Regions from separate parts of the Mus musculus genome. Here all the other regions are linked to region 1. Evidence: chromatin contacts called from public Hi-C and HiChIP or PLAC-seq data. All regions are on one chromosome and are shown on one strand. Each heading gives the region's core, a stretch centred on a gene start, on an enhancer-like site or on the middle of the called end of the contact. The rest is flanking DNA. Distances are from core to core; before and after follow the strand shown. Region 1 has its middle 30 kb from the start of Gm41333. Region 2 has its middle 290 kb from the start of Pvt1. Region 3 has its middle 280 kb from the start of Gm41333. Region 4 overlaps Gm30159 (a long non-coding RNA gene). Region 5 overlaps Pvt1 (Pvt1 oncogene). Region 6 overlaps Pvt1 (Pvt1 oncogene).

What was found. HiChIP or PLAC-seq counts read pairs in DNA pulled down with a chosen protein or histone mark. A called contact is a pair of places that touch in the nucleus more often than the background predicts.
Region 2: a contact with region 1 is called in a FOXA1 HiChIP or PLAC-seq map of pancreatic cancer cells. The contact joins two enhancer-like sites. A contact is called at or near these places in 1 of 15 datasets of contacts at CTCF or cohesin (the NIH/3T3 cell line), 8 of 484 Hi-C or Micro-C datasets (3T3-L1-derived adipocytes, the C2C12 cell line, adipose-derived mesenchymal stem cells and 3 more) and 2 of 115 datasets of contacts at active chromatin or transcription factors (embryonic fibroblasts and pancreatic cancer cells).
Region 3: a contact with region 1 is called in a BATF HiChIP or PLAC-seq map of CD8 T cells, with 9 read pairs. The contact joins two enhancer-like sites. A contact is called at or near these places in 1 of 484 Hi-C or Micro-C datasets (the N1E-115 cell line) and 1 of 115 datasets of contacts at active chromatin or transcription factors (CD8 T cells).
Region 4: a contact with region 1 is called in a Hi-C map of uterus, with 7 times the contacts expected there. The contact joins two enhancer-like sites.
Region 5: a contact with region 1 is called in a CTCF HiChIP or PLAC-seq map of the NIH/3T3 cell line, with 5 read pairs. The contact joins two enhancer-like sites. A contact is called at or near these places in 1 of 15 datasets of contacts at CTCF or cohesin (the NIH/3T3 cell line) and 1 of 115 datasets of contacts at active chromatin or transcription factors (CD8 T cells).
Region 6: a CTCF HiChIP or PLAC-seq map of the NIH/3T3 cell line shows a contact between it and region 1, with 5 read pairs. The contact joins two enhancer-like sites. A contact is called at or near these places in 1 of 15 datasets of contacts at CTCF or cohesin (the NIH/3T3 cell line) and 1 of 484 Hi-C or Micro-C datasets (the C2C12 cell line).

What each region holds. Positions count from the first base shown.
Region 1 is chr15:62,697,178-62,700,620 of GRCm38.p6, forward strand. No RefSeq gene overlaps it. Among named protein-coding and RNA genes, the nearest start is that of Gm41333, 30 kb to the left of the region's middle. Within about 2 kb of position 1,619, at least 72 of the 459 cell types and tissues checked have an H3K27ac peak or open chromatin away from gene starts, as enhancers often do. A contact at or near this core is called in the C2C12 cell line, CD8 T cells, the NIH/3T3 cell line and 5 more, where this site is marked.
Region 2 is chr15:62,326,576-62,330,173 of GRCm38.p6, forward strand. No RefSeq gene overlaps it. Among named protein-coding and RNA genes, the nearest start is that of Pvt1, 290 kb to the left of the region's middle. Within about 2 kb of position 1,851, at least 150 of the 459 cell types and tissues checked have an H3K27ac peak or open chromatin away from gene starts, as enhancers often do. A contact at or near this core is called in the C2C12 cell line, the NIH/3T3 cell line, adipose-derived mesenchymal stem cells and 3 more, where this site is marked.
Region 3 is chr15:62,391,160-62,394,544 of GRCm38.p6, forward strand. No RefSeq gene overlaps it. Among named protein-coding and RNA genes, the nearest start is that of Gm41333, 280 kb to the right of the region's middle. Within about 2 kb of position 1,897, at least 86 of the 459 cell types and tissues checked have an H3K27ac peak or open chromatin away from gene starts, as enhancers often do. A contact at or near this core is called in CD8 T cells, where this site is marked.
Region 4 is chr15:63,119,206-63,122,840 of GRCm38.p6, forward strand. All of the region lies in intron 3 of Gm30159 (a long non-coding RNA gene), which reads right to left. Among named protein-coding and RNA genes, the nearest start is that of Gm30159, 24 kb to the right of the region's middle. Within about 2 kb of position 2,241, at least 3 of the 459 cell types and tissues checked have an H3K27ac peak or open chromatin away from gene starts, as enhancers often do. A contact at or near this core is called in uterus, where this site is marked.
Region 5 is chr15:62,220,822-62,224,226 of GRCm38.p6, forward strand. The region is part of intron 2 of Pvt1 (Pvt1 oncogene); the gene reads left to right. Among named protein-coding and RNA genes, the nearest start is that of Pvt1, 180 kb to the left of the region's middle. Within about 2 kb of position 2,045, at least 62 of the 459 cell types and tissues checked have an H3K27ac peak or open chromatin away from gene starts, as enhancers often do. A contact at or near this core is called in CD8 T cells and the NIH/3T3 cell line, where this site is marked.
Region 6 is chr15:62,259,604-62,263,013 of GRCm38.p6, forward strand. It overlaps Pvt1 (Pvt1 oncogene), which reads left to right. Exons shown (of 5, transcript NR_132747.1): 5 at 1-612. Among named protein-coding and RNA genes, the nearest start is that of Pvt1, 220 kb to the left of the region's middle. Within about 2 kb of position 2,093, at least 79 of the 459 cell types and tissues checked have an H3K27ac peak or open chromatin away from gene starts, as enhancers often do. A contact at or near this core is called in the C2C12 cell line and the NIH/3T3 cell line, where this site is marked.

The DNA of each region.
Region 1 (3,443 bases), core at 369-2,868:
CCCCATAGCAGTTTAGCCACTCTCGACTTGGTTTAACTCAGCACACATTCCTCTTATACGCTTGCTATATCTCCAGAACCAGGTCTAGAGTAGAAAATGTAGGAAGCCATCAACAAAGATCTATTTACAGGTGCATCCTGCTTCACCTAATCCTTACAAAAACATTGTGAATCTGAGACCCTTATCTCAAAAACAAAAGAATAAATGAAGCATCATCTGTCGTCTCATTCCACATCACATGATTCTAGTCTTAAGTTATTAGACCTCTCATTCTGGGTTTTCCAGTCAGTACCAAGTGATCTTCCTTGCCACATATCTTTCTTTATTCTTTCCTTGACAACTGTTATACTCTCTTACATGTTTATTTCCTCAAGCCTTTGTTGTAATTCAGTTGTTAGGGATGGACAGTGATCTGGGGAACTGAGAAAGTCACTGATCTCAGGAGCTAAGAAGGTCCATAGACCAAAGACCACACAGAGCCCATAGATTTTGCAGATCAGTTTTTTTTTTTAATGCTAAGAATAAAAATGGAGCAAAGTAAAGGAGAGGCAGACTGACCAGAAGAAGCCTCCTTCTCAATGAAGTATCCAGGGGAAACTCTACTGAAGGAACAGTATCTGAATGTAGGCCGAACATTGTGCAGACCATGGATAGAAAGGGGAAGTCAGGCAACAGCCTTGGGTCTACTTTGAGAATAGAAACACAAGTCAAGCCTTGGTGAAGGAGTCAATAAACTGTATCAGATAAGAACACATGGGCAGACATCAATCCTGCTGGTAGGAACTATATTCTGAGCTAATGATTGGCTTACTCACATAAGTAGAGTCATTCAAATTCTCTGTATCTTATTCTGCCCTTCTCTAGGAGGGTACTGATGAGAGCATTCACTTCTGGGGTCATGTGAGGATTTTAAATTGAAAGCAGTACCTGGCACACATTCAACAAGTACCCACTAGTTCTTGCTACTTCAGAGCTAATATCATTATTTATTCTGCTTTTATACTTTCTTCCTTTGAAAAACAGCAGGAGCTTGTTATACACGTATTTCTCCAATAAAGTGTGAGGAAGGCCAATAAAATAAAATCAATAAAAGAGGAAGCTGTTCTGGCTGACTCAAGGGAGTAGCAGGCAAGCACACCATCTGTTCAACCCCACCCAGGCCCCATGGTGGTCCTGAGGATGCCCTGGGCTCCAGCACTCACAGCTAACTACTTTCCTGTGAGAGCTCAAAACAGAGAGATTAGCATCAAAAAAGTGGGGGGGCTAGATACGTCACTATCAAAAAATGAAAACTGTAAAGTAGAATATCTTGGTTCTTTTAAACAAGACCTTTTCTTCTCTGTCTCTGTGTGCCTCTCTGTGCCCCTATCTCTATCTCTCTAGGTCTCTCTGACTCTTGTCTCTCTCTCCTTTTCTTCTTCTTTCCTTCCTTCCTTCCTTTGAGAAAAGAGATTACCAGGCCACACCACCAAAGCCACCCTTCTTGAGGTGGTTTTTGGAGCTTGTTTATGTTGCTCAGACTTAGTCATAAGTTCAGAACATTCTGTGGGTTTTACTGGAACTCAGTATCATGGCTCATCCCAACTCAGCTTGCTCTGTCTGAGGCTGCCAGTGGCCTCCCATGGGACAATGGCTCAGAGTCTCAGGCTGCACACACGAGAAAGCAGGTCTTGTGGTTCCTCATAAGCCTTAGGAATGGCCTCTCTATTTCCAAAGGCCTGCAGTTAAACTTAGGAACCAGAAGAGGTGTGTTGACTCATATTTGATGTTCCCTGGGGACACCTGCTACTTCCTGAAGCCTAGTAGCTTGTCATTTTGTGTTCCTAGATATGTTTCTCCCACCCAGAAATCCACAAAGTTATGGTATTTTTCCTTGTATGTACCTTGCAAGCTGCTGTAGGAGTTGGGTGTGGTTAGCCCAAATATCGGTTTGTTGTTGAAGGTTTGATGGTTTCTGACTGTTTACTTAGCTTTAGTTCACTGGAGCACTTAGCAACACTTCATCTTTTGGGGGTTTCTGAGCCTCACCTTGTGTGCCCAAAGACACTTCTGTTGTGTGTTTTCTTACATGTAGATGGAGCGCAAGCACTTTCACACCTAGAATCTGGTGTGAACCCATCAGCAATACTGTGAGGCACAATTAAAACTCTTCCTTTAGGAGATGAAAATGGGACCCAAAGGCATTAACTAAGTTATATAGGTTCACTCAGTGGATGGGCATGAAAACATCCTTAGAGCTACATCAGGTGGACTCCTGGTCCTCTTTTCTATTCACTTTGCTATATTTTAATGTGACAGCCCATCAGATTTTAACATGAAGATCATTGCATCTCTCATAAGATGTTTGCATTCTTGATACTTGTGGTTTACTTACTTGGTTGAATTTAAAGATTCAGTGGGAGAAAGAAAGAAACAGAGAAGGAGGGAGGGAGGGAGGGAGAGAGGGGGGGCTAGGGGGACACTGGGTGTTTATGTGCATGTGTAATGTGTATGTTTGTGTCAATGTGTAGAGAAATGGGCAGAAAAAAATAAGAAATTAAATTTCTGTTTGATCTGGTTTCAGTTTCCAGAGCTATCAAGCAAAAGGTGTGTAAAGAGTACTTCTAAAATCCTTATGAGCTTATAATACTAAACCTCCATGCTGTAACAAGAGGGATAGTGATGTGTCCTATTCTCTGTCACTCACTTTTATACTTAAAGACCTTTGTTTCTCCCAAAGTCAAATCGATTGAAGAGAAAAATCTAGTGGGGGCACCAGGACAAAGGGCTCGCTAGCGTTTGATGTACCCACTGCCAGGAGGAGATGTGAGCCTAAAAGGAAGCTGTTTTGTTTTGTGCACGTTTCCTGCGATGTTTCTTTGGTGGTAGGGTTGAGATAATTCAGCATCACTGGTTTTCTAGTTGTTCCAAATTCCAATAGAAACATAATGGTCTGAAGATGCCTGGTCGCATCTGAAATGATGAGTATATGAGGTTAAATTCCCCATGCCTCAGGGAGAGTGTTTGGGAAGAAGCAGTTTTCAGGACAGAGCATGAGGGTTTCTAACTCACAAGAACTTAGACATCAAGAAGCAAACACAATGGACGAAGCAAGTGGAAGTTTCATGAAGCACCCACTTTGCTCTTGAACTGAACATTCAGAGCAGTGGTCGTTTAATAAAGGAAAAGAGGAGAAACAAAGCTTAAAGAACAGAATTGTAGATACCAATAGCTATACTTATACTAGGGATATTCCCTGCAAAAACTGATCAGGAATTATCTTTCACACATGATTCAGGAAGGTATGGTCTTATGGGTCATATCAAGCCAAATTTGGCCAAAATTGATTATTTCTTACCCAGCATAGAAAATCTTTTTTTTTTTTTTAAACAAGAGTCAATGCTGGAAAGGGCTTTAGAGCCTACTATATCTAACTTCTTTTAAAACAAAAACTGATATAAAAA
Region 2 (3,598 bases), core at 601-3,100, 370 kb before region 1:
TCAGCTCTTTGAATTCACGTGGCAAGCAGTTTACAAGCCTGAACTTTCCCTGCAGCCTGAACTTTGTTTTCTGAGCTTCAAGATACTACAGTTGGGTGAACAGATTTTAGTACATCCATGTAAGCACACATAGGGCAGATATGGGCTCAACTGAGAGACTCTGTCTCAAAAGATAAGGTGGAGAGTGATCAAGAAGGACTCTCAACATTAACCTAGGGCCTAATCATGCAGATGGCACCGTTTCTTGGCTTTAGTTCCAGGCCTGTTTAGCAGCGGAGAAGTTGAGTTGACCAATCATACATGTATTCATTCCCTTCCTGCCCTTGACTAGCTGCTTAGAAGTTCCTGCTGCCTTGACTGGTTCACTGGCCTAGAAGTGAAAGCTGGAATACTACCATCCTCCTCTGAGTTTCTTTGGTGATCCCATCACCAGGAGCAAAGCAGAATAGTGGGGATAACAGTTTCCTAGGAAATGCTGGAGAGGCATTTCACACGGGAGGAACCCAACATGGAAAATCTAAGAAGAAGGACAAGATCGTCCCAGGAGGAAGCCTTGACTTACCCAAGGTCATATATGATGGGTATGAGTGAACTCCAGAAGTGACACTTCTTCTGTTGACGCCACATTTTGATTCTTCCTTAAATATAGTGACTATGTCACATAGTCTACAACCAACACTGTGCTGGGATCTGCCAATGTCAGTGGGATTATGAGCCTGTCTTCTGACCTCATGCTTCTCTACTTCCTCCAGAGTTTGAGACTATAAAGGTCACCTTTACATTCTATGTCTTTCGTCTTCCTGAGCTTGACCCTCTGCTTCGGAAGACGCATGCTTAAGCTTGCCTAGAAACCCTCATTGCACAGCCCTTTAGTTGCCCCTTCTGTATGACTCTCTTTGTAGACAAAACCACAAACCCCGATGGGCAATTAGAGATTTTCAGTGGCAGCAATTTGGGATGATTTTGGCTAATTGCTGTCCTGTGTGAAAGAGTGGACATCGTCTTTGACAGCTGGCCTGAGCAGTCAGCAGTGTGTGAGGAGAGTTTCTCTTCTGACTTTGAAAGTGGTGGTGGGGGCAGGGTGGGCAGTGACCTGCTGTAGTCAGTCAGAAATGTTGTGTCTGCCTTTAGCCCTGCACTGGCAAACCCCTGAGCTCTGGCAGACACTGCACAGATTAAATAGGCTTTAGAGTATGCAGAGTTATATTCTCACTCACAGTTTAGCAAGTTTAACAAGGGTTGCTACTTTGTCTCAGCTGAACTGGGAGGATCCCTAGACAAGAAAAGGATGGGGAGTTTGATGACCTCATTATTTACTCTCCTAACGTTTGTTGGGAGTAAATTGTGTGGCCCCTTACTTCCCTCTCTCCCTCCTTCCTTGTTTTCTCCCTTCTTCCCTTCCTTCTCTTTTCTCTTTTCTTTTCTTTTCGTTTCTTTTCTTTTCTTTTCTTTTCTTTTCTTTTCTTTTCTTTTCTTTTCTTTTCTTTTCTTTTCTTTTCTTCTCTCTCTCTCTCTCTCTCTCTCTCTCTCTCTCTCTCTCTCTCTCTCTCTCTTCCTCCCTTCCTTCCTTCCTTCCTTCCTTGCTTCCTTGCTTCCTTGCTTCCTTGCTTCCTTCCTTTCAGTTATACTTTTCTGCTTCAGACAACCAAGCACACCACCAGAGAAAGAGGAAATCAGTTTCCATTCTTACTTTCTTCTAAGGGTAAAAGAATGCACTGGTTTCCTCCCATGGGATCCCTTTCCATCTCTGCCAGGGTCATCAGTGGGGTGGTGTTAAGTGCTGTGCGAAGGCTGGGAAGGTTCTTGTTGCCACACTCTCTGCCTGTGGTTTGTGTCACCTCTGGGCACTGTCCTTGTTCTCCTGAAAGCCGTGGTGTTTACAGTGAATGCAGCATGCTGGGATCACACTGTGAAGCTGTAGGGGGTGTCTGAGTTCACATGTCCTGCATTCCAGGCAAATGTTTTTAATATTGAGCAATGCTATGGTTTGCCAGGGTGAGGTCTGTGCTATTGGAATGCCACCGAAAAGGAAAGTCCCGGACAGATAGTGACTCAAATCATCTCCTCCACTCACAATCCTCGGGGCTTTAATTCCTACTCAATTCCCTCATGATAAATACAGCTCCGTGTGCTTACTGACCGCACCGCTCTTATTGGTTCTGATAAGTACAACTTTCCAAGAGATAGGGACGCAAATTGTCATATTTTGTTGAGTCATGTGTGCTCAGCAACTCTTTCCCAAACATTGCATCAGTAATTGGCAGCTCCCTGGTCTCTGCTGTATGACACTCTATGCCCAGGAAAAGCTCTATCCATTTCATGAAAGAAAGAAAGAAAGAAAGAAAGAAAGAAAGAAAGAAAGAAAGAAAGAAAGAAAGAGAGGAAGGAAGGAAGAAAGGTCTCTCTCTGCCTGGCTGTGATAGCCTGCTCTTAAGGAAGCTGAACCCCCAAGGGAGCAAAGACAAACTGCATTTTCAGATAAGTTAGAAAACTATGGCTATTTTACTTTCCACCTCCACTGGTCTCCTAGCAACAAGACAGCTGATGACTTCTACCAGGAAAAGGAAGCCTGGAACTTGGGGGAGCCCGTCTGAATTCTTGCTCGCAGTCTGATTTATTTGAAGCTTGGCTGCATTCTTGGGTGTGGAGACCCAGAAGTCCAGTCATCGGGGCATTCCCTGACCTTCACTTGACCTCCATCAATGCACAGATAGAGGGAAAACAGATGAGAGGTGCTTTCACAAGATTTCTTTCACAAGAATCTGCTTGGTGGGGAACAGATATTTCCTTTGATTTGAGGAAGGGCAGTCGAAAGCCTGCCTGTGACATGGAATGAAATCTCAGAAAAAGCAAGGAGCTAAGTGGGTATCAGAAACCAGGGGTCCTACTGGTGTCAATCTCTCCCTGAGGAGTTCAGGCAGGGAGTTCTTGTGCCCTTGTTCTTACATAGTGTTGATATTCTCAACTATAAAGTAAGGGGATTGAAACAGATGTCCTTTCAGGGTTGTAGGCCTCTATGTGTTCTTAAATAGTTTCCCAAATATACCATTATATCATCAGCCTTTCTGATTGTCTGTCTGTCTGTCTGTCTGTCTCTCTCTCTGTCTCTCTCTCTGTCTCTCTCTCTCTCTCTCTCTCTCTCTCTCACACACACACACACACACACACACACACACAGAGAGTCACTACATGTTGAGCAAGAATCCAAACTCAGGTGTGGCTCCTACCCTATTCATACAGCAGCAGCTATGTGGCTGACATCCGTGTCTTGTTAGATGGTTTTACTATCAACCGCTATTAGCCTGTGGAAGTAGAACTGGGAGATTCTTTTAACAGAGACTTAAGTTGTACTCTGCCTTTTAACATCTGGTAGACTTAGAAATAGGAATAAGAGCCTTTGAGTAGTTGCTACAATGTGGATTAGGAACCAGTGAAATGATGTGCATACTCAGTGCCTGTTCCATAGTAAGAGCTCAGTAAACAAGGAAGGGAGCTGGAAAGACAGACAGACAGACAGACACACACACAGATTTGTTCTAGGTCCCTGGAGTGTAGGGACTTGTCCTAATTGTCCCCTCACCTTGATATATTGTGTGGC
Region 3 (3,385 bases), core at 647-3,146, 310 kb before region 1:
TTAATGTGAAAATGATCTGGAACGTCACAGAACTAGTAACAAATGCAAGGTAAGACGGGGCATGATAGGGAAAAAGAATGTGATAAACTCATTGTCCAATGGAAGAAGCAAGGGTCATGTCTTTGTAATGTGTTCGTAGCTTTATTTTTGAGGTGTATCTCTAGGTTCTGTTCACTAAGATGAGCATTTTTCTAATACATAATGAAAGTTGAAGAATATAAAAACTAACAAGGAAGAAAGCCCTGGAAGGTAAGTTATATCTGAAAAATAAAAACAACAACATCATCATTATCAACAACAACAGCCCCCCCCCCAGCAGCAGCAGCAGTAACAGCAGCAGCAGCAGCAGCAACAGCAACAACAACAACAACAACAACAACAACAACAACAACAACAACAACAACAACAACAACAAAAACTTTGAAAGCCATGTGAATTTTAGTCTATAAGAACCAACTAAATGTTTAAATCTATACTTCTGAGACAATAATGCAGATGGAGTTTGGGAGGTAACTGTGGAATCTCAAAGATGTCTACTCTTCTTGGGAAAGGTGAGCCACCACTATTGCCTATTTGGTCATGGTATAAAAGGTAGGAAAAACAGCCACAGAGCAACTCAATGTTCCTCATGATTCTGTAAGGTGACTGAGAAACACCCACTAGAATTCAGTTACCTTATAATAGAGATACAATAAGGGACTTTCCTTTCTTCAATTATTCCTCACCTCTGGGCTTGAGCTTTGGTATGCAGCAGCAGATGTTCGAGTCTACCCTTCCTAGTTCATGCTTCCTCATGAGGAAGATGTGGGTAAAAGACTTAGCTCAAAGACTCTTGCAGAATTCAAAGGCAGGGCTGTCCAGAGCTCTTAGCAAGAGATGTGGGAGGTACTTGTCACTGCTAGGTCCTTGTTTTCAAAGAACAATGAGCTAAATCTATCTAAACTCGGAGGCCTGTGTGCTAGGTAAGCTGTCAATGGAATGGTTCTCTGGAGAGTTTGTTCCTGATGTATTTCTGGAAAGAAAGAAACTGGGACCGAAAAGGGAGGTGGTGCTTATATCCAGAGAGGACCTAGGGATCTCATCTCTATTCAGTGCTCTGCTGTCATTGTAATTAACAGGCTTTCCTACCTTGAACAATCTTTTCTTAACACAATTCCCAACTACCTGTACAGTATATTGGGAGAGAAGCCCCTTCTATACTTACAGTTTCAATGACGATGGTTATTGATTTTTCCTTTAATAACTAACTTCTACATCTCTTTCCCCAGGAAGGAAACAAACCAAGCTATTTATGGCTCCCTCTTCATTTAGTTGCATAAGAGCAGTTCTTCTCGGGAAGGGTGCACTTCCGTACTTTGGGATCCTGCAGTCTAGAAAGGGAAACTCCTCTGATGAATCACTGACCAAGTCAAGGCTTGGCTGACCTCAAGTTTTCAAAACTGTGCCTTCTGCACCACATTCTTTGGGAAGTCTTCTCAGATTTCTCAGTATGTTGGAGTACCAACCAACAACACCCCTTCCTTCCTTCTGCCTATGTTCTTGCCTGTATGTGAGAACTCTGCCTCTGGGCCAGATTTCCTCAACTTTCACTAGAAAGTCGTGAAGAAACAATGGCCTCTATTCTTAGTAGCTGTAGTGGAGCACATGCAGGAGGTATGGGATGTTGCCATTTGCTTCTTTTTGCCCATGTTGAGGTTTATCTGTGTCCACACTGCTTCCTGAGTTCCTGCCATTTCAGAGTCCCTTGTCATTATGAGCCTATACAACAGTTGTGCTTTTAGTTTCCTGTATTAAGGTCCTTTCTTCTTGAAATATGCAGAGAGCCCAGTTTCTTCACATTCAGACTGTGAACCACCCAGCTGAATGAAGAGCATTGTTCTGAGGCAGTCCTTTTAGTACCTCCTTGCTGTTATCACCACAATCAGTAGCTTCAATGTTGAACCCCGGAGTGTGAAGCATAGCAGGAACTAGGAGTGTTTTATTCAGCTGCTGAGACACACACAAACACACACACTCATTCACAAACAGACAGAGAGACAGAAAGACAGAGAGATAGAGACACACAGAAAGAGACAGACAGAGACAGAGAGAAGCACCCCAGTATCACTTACATGGCAATTAGGATATTTCAAGCCCAAGTCTAGCTTGGTCTACAACTTTTATGCTTATCTGGGCTACATAGTAACCTCCTGTCTAAAGAGAACTCAAAGACTGAGCTCAGAGTAGAGTGTGTGCCTAGCATTTGAGAGGCCCCGTGTTCTATCTCTGACACCACAGAAAAAGAAATGAGAAAAAGGAAAGAGGCCTTTAGGGCCATCAGGAGTTGGTGGCTTCCCCAGACACATACTAGGAGCTCAGCAAAGGCCTCCTAGGGGGACCACAGCAAGGGGGGAACGAGGCTAATGAAACCAAGAGCAGTAAGTCAAGGATGCTGGTGAGTCATTTCGGTTCCACAGGGTTAACCATCTAACAACTATTAATCATTGGGAAACCAATTAAATTTCCCAATTCTTGCCACTTGATAACCATGTTCTGGTTTTGTGAAACTTGCCAACAATCACCAGTTAAAAAGGAGGGTGAGAAGAACTTAGCTGGATTCCCCGCTGTTGCAAGTGTGTAGCATATGGGTCACCTTCCTTCAAGTGATCATGCAATTGATGCTTTGTCACCTTGGAGATCCATGGAGGAAGGTGCATGAGTCCATTTTCTATTGAGTTGTATACATATACATATGCTTATATGTATATATGCAAATATATGTGTGCATTTGTGTGTATGTATGTAAGTATGTATGTACAAACATATGTATGTATAAATCAATGTGCATCTTAAACCAAGTGCTGGCAAAGTTTATCCTCAGAGGCAGAGAGTAGGTATATACTTTAGCTGTGGTCATATGTTCTGTGCCCTAGGTATTGTACTCTGCCTTTGTACAAAAGCCTTTTGCAAATCAATGAGTATAACTGTGTTTTAGTGAAACTTTATAGCAATAGGGCAAATGAAGACTTTTATCCACTTGTTCATTTTTGCAAATAAAATTAGTTCAAGCTGTAAAAAACATGTTTACTTAAAAATGTTTTATTGACAAAAATCTGGTCAGTGGGCCAGATAGTTCATAGTTTTTGCTCTTAGCTAGCTGACCTTTGCCAAATTATTTCCTTATCCAAATCTAAAAAATACACTACCCTCATTTATCTTACACCCCCCACCCCATGAGTTCAGAAGTTGGTCTTGAAACAAGGTGGAAAGGCACAGCTGGCCTGAAGTTCTAACACTCTTACTGAACAAACTGTGATGATGGGTGAGACACCAACCTTTATTCAACCTTTGCTACTGTTGAGGGCTCTGTCGTATGAGTTGTCAAAGCATAACAATATGCAGGGGG
Region 4 (3,635 bases), core at 991-3,490, 420 kb after region 1:
CTAACATATATTTTGTACTTGAAAAGGTAATGTAAAATAAAATGAATTTTAAGAGTTATATGACACATCAGAGAAAACCCGAGCCAACCATACTTCCCTGAGCACAACGGTAGACTATAGGCATACTCATCAAACCCTGCTTGTTTTTGTTTTCTAGTCAAGTTCTAGTTTAATAAGAAGAAAATGTGAAGTTGTAAAACAGCATCTCTCTCTCTCTCTCTCTCTCTCTCTCTCTCTCTCTCTCTCTCACACACACACACACACACACACACACACACACACACACACACCCCTCAGTAAAGAATCATTGTTGACCTTTCTTTAGTCCACAGTACATGCATCTACCTAGACTTTTAGTTTGAAGTGTTAAACATTAGAGTCAGTATTTAAGAGATTTAAAACCTCAGCAGCAAATACAACTTCAAAGTCTCTTCTTTTGTCACATGTGCTTGTTGGTATCAGATTTTCCTATTAGCACCTTCTTTAAATTTCTTCTTTACACAACACCCCCCCCCCAAAAACAAAACAAAACAAAAAAAGTATAACAGATACCATGGCTGTATGTACTACCAGCCATGTACATTTGGTTCAGAAAGACTGTGGCATGGAGCAGAATAGTTGTGGCTCAAAACCCTCTCTTGTGTATATTTGGAATGAGATCCTGGAGAGAAGAAATGTACTGAGGCCTCTTAGAGGCAACATGTTGAAGATTTAAGACTTTCATGAACAAAAGTTTAAAAACCATGGAGTCAGGTGAACTGTATTGTAAATGGAACTGATGTTTTCAGCTTACTTTCCAAATGTTTGCAGCTGGTATTAACAAAAATTGAGAATTGAGAACAGTGGTGACAGATGTTCATCCAGCAAGAGGTATAGTCAGGAGGACTAAAAACGCAAAGTCAGCATGGACTACATATCTCAAAAACTAACAGATGGGAACTCAGTAAACCTTTCCTTGCTTACCTAATTTTGGATCCCTGGCACCCATATAACAATAAAAGTTGTATGTGGCTGTGTGTGCATCTAATTCCAATGCTTGGAAGGTAGAGACAGGAAAACCCCTGTGGCATACTGGTCAGCCCGTCTAACCAAGTAGAGACCTTCAAGTTTAATGAGAGAGCATGTCTCTAAAACAAGAAGATGTAAACCTCAAATTCTCATTCACAGTTCTGCATCTCATGATCAGTATTTGGCATCAGCTGGATAAATAAAATGATCAGAATTTGTGACTTGAGGATGATGTAGTTAAGTCAGAAGACAGTTTTTGCTGTCTATAACTTGCTTTGGAAAATAATTTAGGCTGTTATTAAGTTGGGAGTATAAATCTGGGAATGAACTTTCTTTTGTAAGTGCAAGACAAAGCAACCCAACAAAAGGAAAAGAGCCCTAAGAGTGGGAAAAAGAATGTAAGGCCCACTTCCACTTGTTCATTACGTTCATTACATAGAGATCTTATAACCACCTACTCCTACTTCCCATTGCCTTTGGATTTTTGTACTGGTCATTACCATTTTTATACCATGGTATAAATTTGCCTTAAATAGTCATTAGTAAATCAAATATTTTGGAGGAAACTATATTTTTAACTCAAATCTTTGCTACTTCAACTAACCCTTCATTCCATCTTGAAGATGCAAATTTCTATCTGTATTCTTCTCCTCTGGCAGAAATATTTTCATTCTTTCTATAATACAGGTTTTCTGGGGACAAACTCCTGTAGTTTCTGTTTACTTAATGTTGCTTTCTTCAAGTTTCCTGGTTCTAGATGAGCAATATTCCTTCACACAAATTATAGTTTTTCTATATGCCATGTTTTGTAAAGCCTCATTTTTTCTCTTTGCATACTTTCCAGTACTTCTGTCTATATGGAGATGATGTAACCAGATATGAGCAGCCCATGATGACCAGGTGGAAAGTAAAAAGTCGTTTAACTCATAAACTAAAAGCAGACGTAAGTTCTTGGGTGGGAGGGAAAAGGCAGAAGTTGAGTTTGCTTCCCTGGCGATATAGACCCCCTGACAGTGTGTGAAGCAATACTTCCCACTCTTATGGGAAAGGAGATCTGTCCACATGGGGTAGCGACTTTGATTTCCAGCTTGTTTGTTGTTGTTCGCTATCTGTGCCAAATAATTGTATCACTGATATAAACCTTTAACCTTGGATCTCATTCTAGATCTAACCTCTATTCATGTGGACAAGCCTCACTATCCCATTACTCCAAGACCAGGAATTCCTACAGGCACATCTGGGTGTTTCTAAGAGCTCTCTGGTAAGTGTTCTTCCCTTCCTGCACTCCCATGAATCCAAATCTACAGAAGACTCAAGAGGAAAAAAAAAAAAAAAAAAGAACCCCTTGTGTCTTCTTGGCTCTTCTTACAAATATACTTTGCTGCACTGGGATTCTTAGCAAATGAAAGAAAGTGGAGATTTTCATCTTCAAGCCAAATATGAAATTAAGTCCCCTTTTGCTGCACTTCCAGATGATACTGTTATTGAAATTAAAGGGTCTGTCAGACGAAGCCTTCCCAGATGCACTTGTGGGTTTTTTCTCCCCTCAGTGAAGTACAGTCTGTCCCTACATTTTATTTTTTAAAATCGCTAAAGATGTGCTCCTCTTGTAAACAGACTCTGTAGCCTTAGTAACAGGAATCACAGTGACCCAGACAGTGATGAGCTTGGAGCATGGGATCTTTGTAATCAGGAGGGAATCTATACTTTTGTTTTGTTCTGTTTTTGTTCTTCTCTCTTTGTTTATTCTGTTTTGCTTTTGGTTAGGGTTGATTTATACAAGAACTTTGGGTTCACTTTAGAAAAACATGGATTAGTAGAACTATGAATTATTCTTGATAGGTAAAAATCAGATGAGATAAAAGTGTAGAGGTTTTCCTCATTTATGAGCTCCTCTCATTTTCTGATGTAACTGAAACTCAGGAAGCTAGGATGAGTAGGCCAAGTGTTGGGGAGTGGAAATTCAAAAAGGGGTTGTTTGTTGAGGATTTGATAACAGCCAAGAACTTCATAGAAACTATAACTTAATCCAAATGACTTTAGGGATAGTTAGATTTGTATTTGCTTTATAAATGAAATTAGGGCTCAGAGATGCTATGGTCACCATACTTGCACAGACTGCACATATTTAGAGCCTGAAAAGTGTTTATGATGTGGAGGGCAAGTCACATGCAAATCTCTGTCACTTGAAAGCTCCTAATTTGGTTTAGGTTTTTAATTGGCTCCGATTGTCTGAGAGATCTGAAGTGGGAAAATGAATACATGTGTTTAAGGACTATGATTTCAGCAATTAGTACAGTGTTTACATTTAATAGCTATTTATAAACATTTCATGAAACTATGCTTTAGATTATTGGAGTTTTATTATAATAACCCAGTCATGCCAATAAATATGATTCTTATAGAAAGAAGAGATCACTGTTTGTATATATTCTGCCCTCAAGGAAAATAGAAGACATCCTGCATCAAGTTAAGTTATTAGACAGGGAAAATAAGTGAAGTCTCAGCAACTATAACAAACTTGGGCCATAGTCAAGTTGAAAGCAGACATGAATGGGTGGAAGATCATCCAGTTAATGCCAAAGATGAACAGGAAGAATATGCTCATGCCGTTATAAACATTGCAC
Region 5 (3,405 bases), core at 795-3,294, 480 kb before region 1:
TTAAGACAGGTAGTGAGCCATTGAGCCACTGGGTCCTCTTCTGCCTCCTGTGGACTTCTAGGACCATTACTGGCTAGTCACCGCTCCATCCTTCCTGTCCCATCCCATCATTAGTTTGGACCTTTTTCTGAAAGTAGGAGGATGTGTTCTGGTATTGTATTCTGGGACACTCAGGCTAACGGGTCCTTACTAGTCATTCTTATCTTTGTGCTTCCTGACAGTGGGGCCAAGAGTCTCACTCATCACCATATCTCCACCTTCTAATACAATTCTGGGTATGTGCTTGATACACACTGTAGGGTGCATGAATGAATGGCATAAATGAAATAACAGACAGGCTGGGGATGGTGTTGAGAGGCCACCCTGGCTAGTTATCTGGGCTTGTGTTTCCGGGGGTCTTATCCCCTCTTGTCAGATTCGGGTCCAGGACAACGGTTCTATTGTTCACAGATAGCATAGCCTATCTGAATGCCTCTCTGGGCAGCCCTCTGTCACACCCTGAGCTCCTGCCCTATCTCTGGCCCCACCTGGTCCCCTTGCTGACACCCGTGCGGTGGGCCTGAGGAAAACTTTCATGTAGCCGGCATGACTGCTCCTTGATCTCTTTTCCCCTGTGTAAAAATTCATGGAAGAGTGCACCTGAGTCTCCTTCACTCTCTGCAGTTGCAGGAGGCCTAGATAATAGCTTCCATAACTCCTCAGTGTGACTATCAAACATACAGCTTAATCTCAAATATGGACGTTGTCTGACAGGTCCATTCCTATTCCACTCTGCCGTGGGATAAGCTGAGGTCCCCAATGACATCAAGGTCACATGACAGTAGTAAAAGAGACTGAAATTAGAACCAGCCATCCACCCTGACCCATCTTAGTCCTTTTTTCCATAAGTGGCCCACCCACAACACTAAATTTATTTCTCCTTTCTTACTTTCCTCACTTTCAAGTGGACCAAAGAGAGATTCTACAAATGTGATAACTCAGGATGGTTTTGAGTCTGTTATTAATTAACCGCATCTTGTATCCTTCATGTATCTGAAGGATATCTGAAAGATGTCTTAGGTACGGCCACCCTAAGGAGCTGAAGTAGCTCCTAGAGATTGCCTAGCGAAGGGCTGGGTAACTTCTCTCTTCAGTTTTATTAGCTGTGGTTATTGAATTGGGACATCTTTATAAAATGAAATGCTATATAGCTATTTAAAAGAGTCAGCTGGAAAGAAAAGTATATGACTTATGCACATATTAATTAGTTGAATTTAGACTTCTACAATGTGCATATATATATAAAATATGCCATATTATATATACCATATACCAATTATATATACCATAAATATGTGTAATTTTTATTTGTCAATTAAAATTGTTCAATTGTAGTTACTAATGGATCTTGGAGGCAATGCAGAACATGGTTGAAATAATCACTCTAAAGAATAGCACCAATCTTAGCCATGATGACTTGGCTTTTTTAAAGGAGGGTATAAAATAGCAGAGTGTGAGGTTCACTTCCATCTCCTCCTTAACACACAGCCACGGTCCCCCACATCAGCCATTCAATCTACTGCAGACACGGTACCCCTGTCATGTTCTGTTATCTCTGTCTCTTCGCTGACCTGTCAGTCTTTCATGAAGTCTAGTCTAGCACTGCTTACAGATACAGTGAGATTACCAGGGCCAAGCCAGAATGGACATGTAATGGATTGTCCAGGGATACGAATGAATGAACAAATGAATGAACGAATGAATGAATCAATAGAGAAGAGAGAATTTTCCCGCAATTTCTTTCTACCTTCTACTCCTTGAGTGCATGAAGCCAGTATCTAAGTCCCACTCTCCTCTCTCCCTCTTCTGGTCCCATCCCTGCCCCCTTCCTCTCCTTGAGTATCTTGACTCAACAAGGCTTCCTCATCCTTCCCAGGCTTCAGAGAAATCAGGAGCGGTGAATGATCGAAATGGACCTTTGAGATTACAGTGTGGAGCTGACATTGCCAGTTAAGCCTGGGCAGATCTGACTTAATTGATTTAGTTGTTGGAGCAGAGACAACCCAGAGGCTTGGATCAGCCTCCCCATCTGACAGTGTGCTGGTGAGTCAGATCTGTTGGGGTTTGAGTCTGTGCTCTGGGTACGGCTGCCTGGGTGACCTTGGCTGTGTTACTCACCCTTGTTGAATCTCAATTTCCTGATCTGCAAAAGAAGACTTAAGTGCGGCTTTGGAGGTCCTGGTGAGGATGAGCCTTGATAACGCTGGTGCAAATGCCCTTTAGAGACAGCAGGAGGGTGAAAGTGCTTATTGTGTGTAGAGTAGAGGAGGTTGCTGTCATTTCTCAGGGAGGAATCCCAAGGCCAGGTCAGAAGAGGTTATAATTTGACTCTTGTTCTGTTCGATGCACTTCTCAAACTGCCCAGGGTTTGCAGCTTAAGCGCATAAATTATCCTGCTCCAGCAGACCCTGTGTTCTGTAGTGAGCCATATGTTGGAGGAGATAGAGATCCTTATCTAGCAGAGTAATATTACCCAGCAAGGGATGACATTTCTTATCAGAGGCTGAGGAGTCAGAGATAGGAGCTTTTCTTTTCAATGGCTGCCAGACCTCTATGTCCTGGGCTGGCACGGTGGGTGGTGGGAAGGGCTTGATGCCTAGGAGTGGACAGCTGATGCTGTTGCAGGCATCAGCTGGCCTTCATCTCTTATGACAACCAGGCCTGCTAGGCTTGCCTTGTCAGAAGTGGGTCCTTTAGAGATTTTTGCATGTGGATGCTCTGATAGCGACTAGGCAGAGGGGAGTGAGAAAGGAAGAGGGGAACCTCATAATGGTGCAGGCCAACATTGGGTGGAGGCGGAGCCCCAGCCTGTGTCAGGCTCCCCTTTCTAGGAGCACAGGCAATCCCCTGCTGCATGGACAAAGCCTGGCTTTCTATGCAATGGCTCTGTAGGGTAGGGTATCTCTGTTCCTACTAAAACCAAGCTGTTGGAACGCTTCTATGCTCCTCCCAAGTCAGCTTCCTAGAGGCTCTGTGCCTTGTGCTCTGTCCTGGAAGTTGAGTTGTATGGATGCATCCACAGGGTGACTGAACTGTGAAATGCTCAGCTTCTATCGGGAGGACAGACCTGGAGTTTGTTCTCCCTCTGACACACTGCTGGTACTTTCCTAATTCAGACAGTATCTACACAGAAGGTCTACACAGAACGTGCCATCCCTGTGTTACTTGCCAAGTGGTCCCCTTAAAGCCTCAGTTTCTTTGTCTATAGCAGGATGAAGTGATGTCAGATCTTTCTATCTCTCCCATGACTAGTTTTGAGGGTCTCAATTTCAAGGCCATGGCTTTCTGAAGGAAAAGAGTTTATGCAGACCCCGAGACCTGTTCTGAGGAAAAGCTCACTGCAGATGGGGTACCATCATGGACCTG
Region 6 (3,410 bases), core at 843-3,342, 440 kb before region 1:
CCTGGCAAAAGCACTGGCCTAAGCAGCTCAGGAACAACCTACAATAGAGGGAGGGCCTCTTACCTCGGATGGAAGTGGAAACATAGTCTCCACGTTGGAACTGAGTCTTGGTTATGCTCTGAGAAGTAGCCTGGATTTCTAAGATCTCATGCTCATCGTTTTCTCTGGAGGCCCAACTCTGTTCTCATGAGCCCTGGCACGTTCCCTACCAGCATCTTTGTTTCCTATCTGAGGAGTGCGGATGATGCTTCTCCTGGTAAGGGGTATGAATAGAATTCCTGCCTGTGTTCTATGTGCTGAATCCCAGAGCCTAGAGTAGGGCCTGGGCTCTGGCGATTGACTGGTAAACACTTGTTTTGGAAGAGATAGTAGAGTCTTTGGAGTTCCTGGCACAATCTTCTTGGATAGTTGCCTGTGCCCGTTCTAAACCAGGATCTGACTAATTACAACTCCTCCTGCTTGCATTAAAGTTTTATTGGAACATGGCGGTGTTCACGGTTTTATATGATGTCGTCGAGCTTCTTTGCTCCCGCACTGGTAAATTTAATAGTCATGAGAGAGATATGGCCGTGAAGCCTAAAATAAAAACTATGTGGCACTTGGTTACAAAAATTGGGCTCCTGTTTTACATATCAAGGCCACCTTGTCTGACAGTGATCATGGATTTTGTTTTTTCTTGCGCAGGTGCTTGGGGCAATTATAAGTCAGAAATCAGAAGTGAGCTGGTCACCTTGAGGTCCATATTTTGCTTGCTTTCTCTATGATAGTTAGAGTTTCATCGTCACTTTATTTTGTCCTTTTAACTCTGTCCTGGCCCTGTTCTCCCTTGTAAGGTGTTACTTTCATTTCTGTCTAAAGAGAAACTGAACCCACCTGTTAACTGCTGGCCTTTTCTTTAGGGACTGACCTTATGCCCTATAAGAGGGCCAGGGAACTAAAATGGACATAACACAGTAGAGTCTACTTCATAGATTCAAAGGCTGGGATGCTAGGAAGTCCAGGACAGAGTCCAGGAGAGAATAGAGAATATACAGAGTGCTCTTCTTTTCCAGCATCCCAAATGGCACCTTGGTCTTCTTGGAGTCAACTCCCCCATCATTAAAATGGCCACAACAATGTCCACTAATCTGGTTCTCATGGTGGCTGAAGCATGAGATGTCTATTGCTCAGAGCACAACAGAGTTGTTAGATAACATTTAGAATCTTTACTATAGTTTAGATGTGAGACGTTTAAAAAGATCTCTGCTATGTGCTCTTAATCTCTATAATGGTCAACAGCCACCACTGAGAGCTAATTAGGTAGGACCTTGTTTCTGGCCTAGTGAGGGACATCTTCCTAGGCTAAGAAGCATCTGTGAAGTACCTTGAGATCTGGTCCTGGAGGCTGCTTGTCCTGTTGCTAGCCAAGCAATCCTATGGGTCAGAGTCACAGCATAATATAGCTATTAGACAATTTTCTTTTTCTTTTTTCCCCCATCCAGAGAATAATAAGCTCTCAAGTTCCTCCACCTCTAGCACAAGACTACACAGGGATATCTATAGCCTACAGAACTCACTGAGAACCCCATATCTGAGACTCAGGGAAGGAGCCAAGCTCAAGGCTTAGCTTGGTTGGCCAGTCAAGATTTTCAGGTGATCAGTGAGCTTTCTCTGTCTCATTTGTGGTCCATTGTAAATGATCTAGAACTGTTTCTGAGTGTGTAGAGGGTGGCTTACTCTGAGAACACTTTTGCCGGTAGGCTAATAGCTTCCAATGAGAGGTCCTTGAGAGTAGGATCCCTTGTGCTTCTGCCCTGGCCATGGAACTTCAGAGGTCCTGGACCTGTGAGCAAGAACACTGTTGTTTTGTTTTGTTTTTACTCCTAGCACAGGCATGAACTCCTGCACTTGATTCTAGTCCCGCAGAACTTGTATTGCTGGTGTTTGTGAGTGGCTGCTTTCTAGAAAGCAATATCTTTACCCTTGCCCTCTTAGAGGTATACGGGGAGAGAGAATCAGAACTCCAGTTTACATGCAGCTAGAGTTCTGAGGTAAAGTGACTCACTTAGGGCCACCCAGAAAAGAGCAGTTTGGCTGTCCTCCCAGGCCCTCTCCCTCTGATCATCCAAATATGGTAACACATGGTGACACAGAGCCACATGCTCCTCCTGGGTCTTCTGAGGCAGAGAGCTTCCAGGGACACTTTGGAATGAAGGAAATAGAATCCAAGAGACCTCTTTCAGAGACCGCCAAGCAAATCTTCTCAAGAATCCTGGCAGAATGTTGTCATTCTCTCTCTGAAAGGGGTGGCTCTTGGGATACTGTCCAGGTCACTGTGAACACATAGCAGAAGAAATGTCCTCCCAGCCTGCAGGGACCACCTTTTTCCAGGCCTTCCTCTGCTGGAAGCCTTCTTTACTCAACGCTTTCCCCTTTGATAGTCACCTCGACTGACCTTGAAGCCTCCTTCAGTTTTCTCTATACACAGAAACAGAATGTCAGTCTTTTTTTTTTTCTTTTTTCAAGAGTGACATAGAGCATCAATGGGAGGGGAGGTCCTTAGTCCTGTAAAGGTTCGATGCCCCAGCGTAGGGGAATGCTAAGGTAGTGAGGCAGGAGTGGGTGGGTGGGTGGGGGGATCACCCTCATAGAAGCAGGGGAGATGGGGGAATGAGATAGGAGGTTTGCAGAGGGGAAGCTGGGGAGGGGATAAAAATTGAAATGTAAATACATAAAATAACCAATAAAAAAAGAGTGACATATAATCACTAAAGAATATTCAAATAAGCAAAATTAGCCTCCTTTCTTTTCTACTTTTTTCTCCTTGCTTCCCTTCTTCCTTCTTTCCTCATTTCCCCCTCACCTCCCTACCCTTTCCTCCCTCCTTTTAAACTTTTGTCTTTATTTTCTTCTTCCTCTCCCTTCTCCTTTCCTTCCCTCTCTTTCTTCTTCCTTCCTTTTTCCTTTCCTCTTTCTTTAAAAAGTCTTGTTAAATATTTTACATATTTATGCAAATGTGCATTTATTTAAATAGCACCTGGACACCTGCTCTTGGTTCACCACCAGCTTGGTTCTGGTGATCGACACGATGACACAAGATGGATGAGGCTCTGCTCGGCTGAGCATGTGGCCAGTGGCGGACACAGATCCGAGTCAAATTTCAGATGAAACATAAGGAGATAACTAACTTGGGTTTAAGAAGAACAAAGATAAGCAATGAAGGGAAAGAGAATTAAAGCAGAACACATCCACTTGGCATGGGCTTCAACTGAGTCTCTTTCTGGGGACAGGATAGTCAAGCCAAGGTTTGAAGGAGCTGGCAATGCAGGGAAAGGGGAGGTGGGCCCACAGGTTTGAGAGACACCAGGCTTTTATTTTAAAATCACTGTGGCTTCTGAGTGGAGAATGGTCTAAAGAAGGGACTGGAGCAG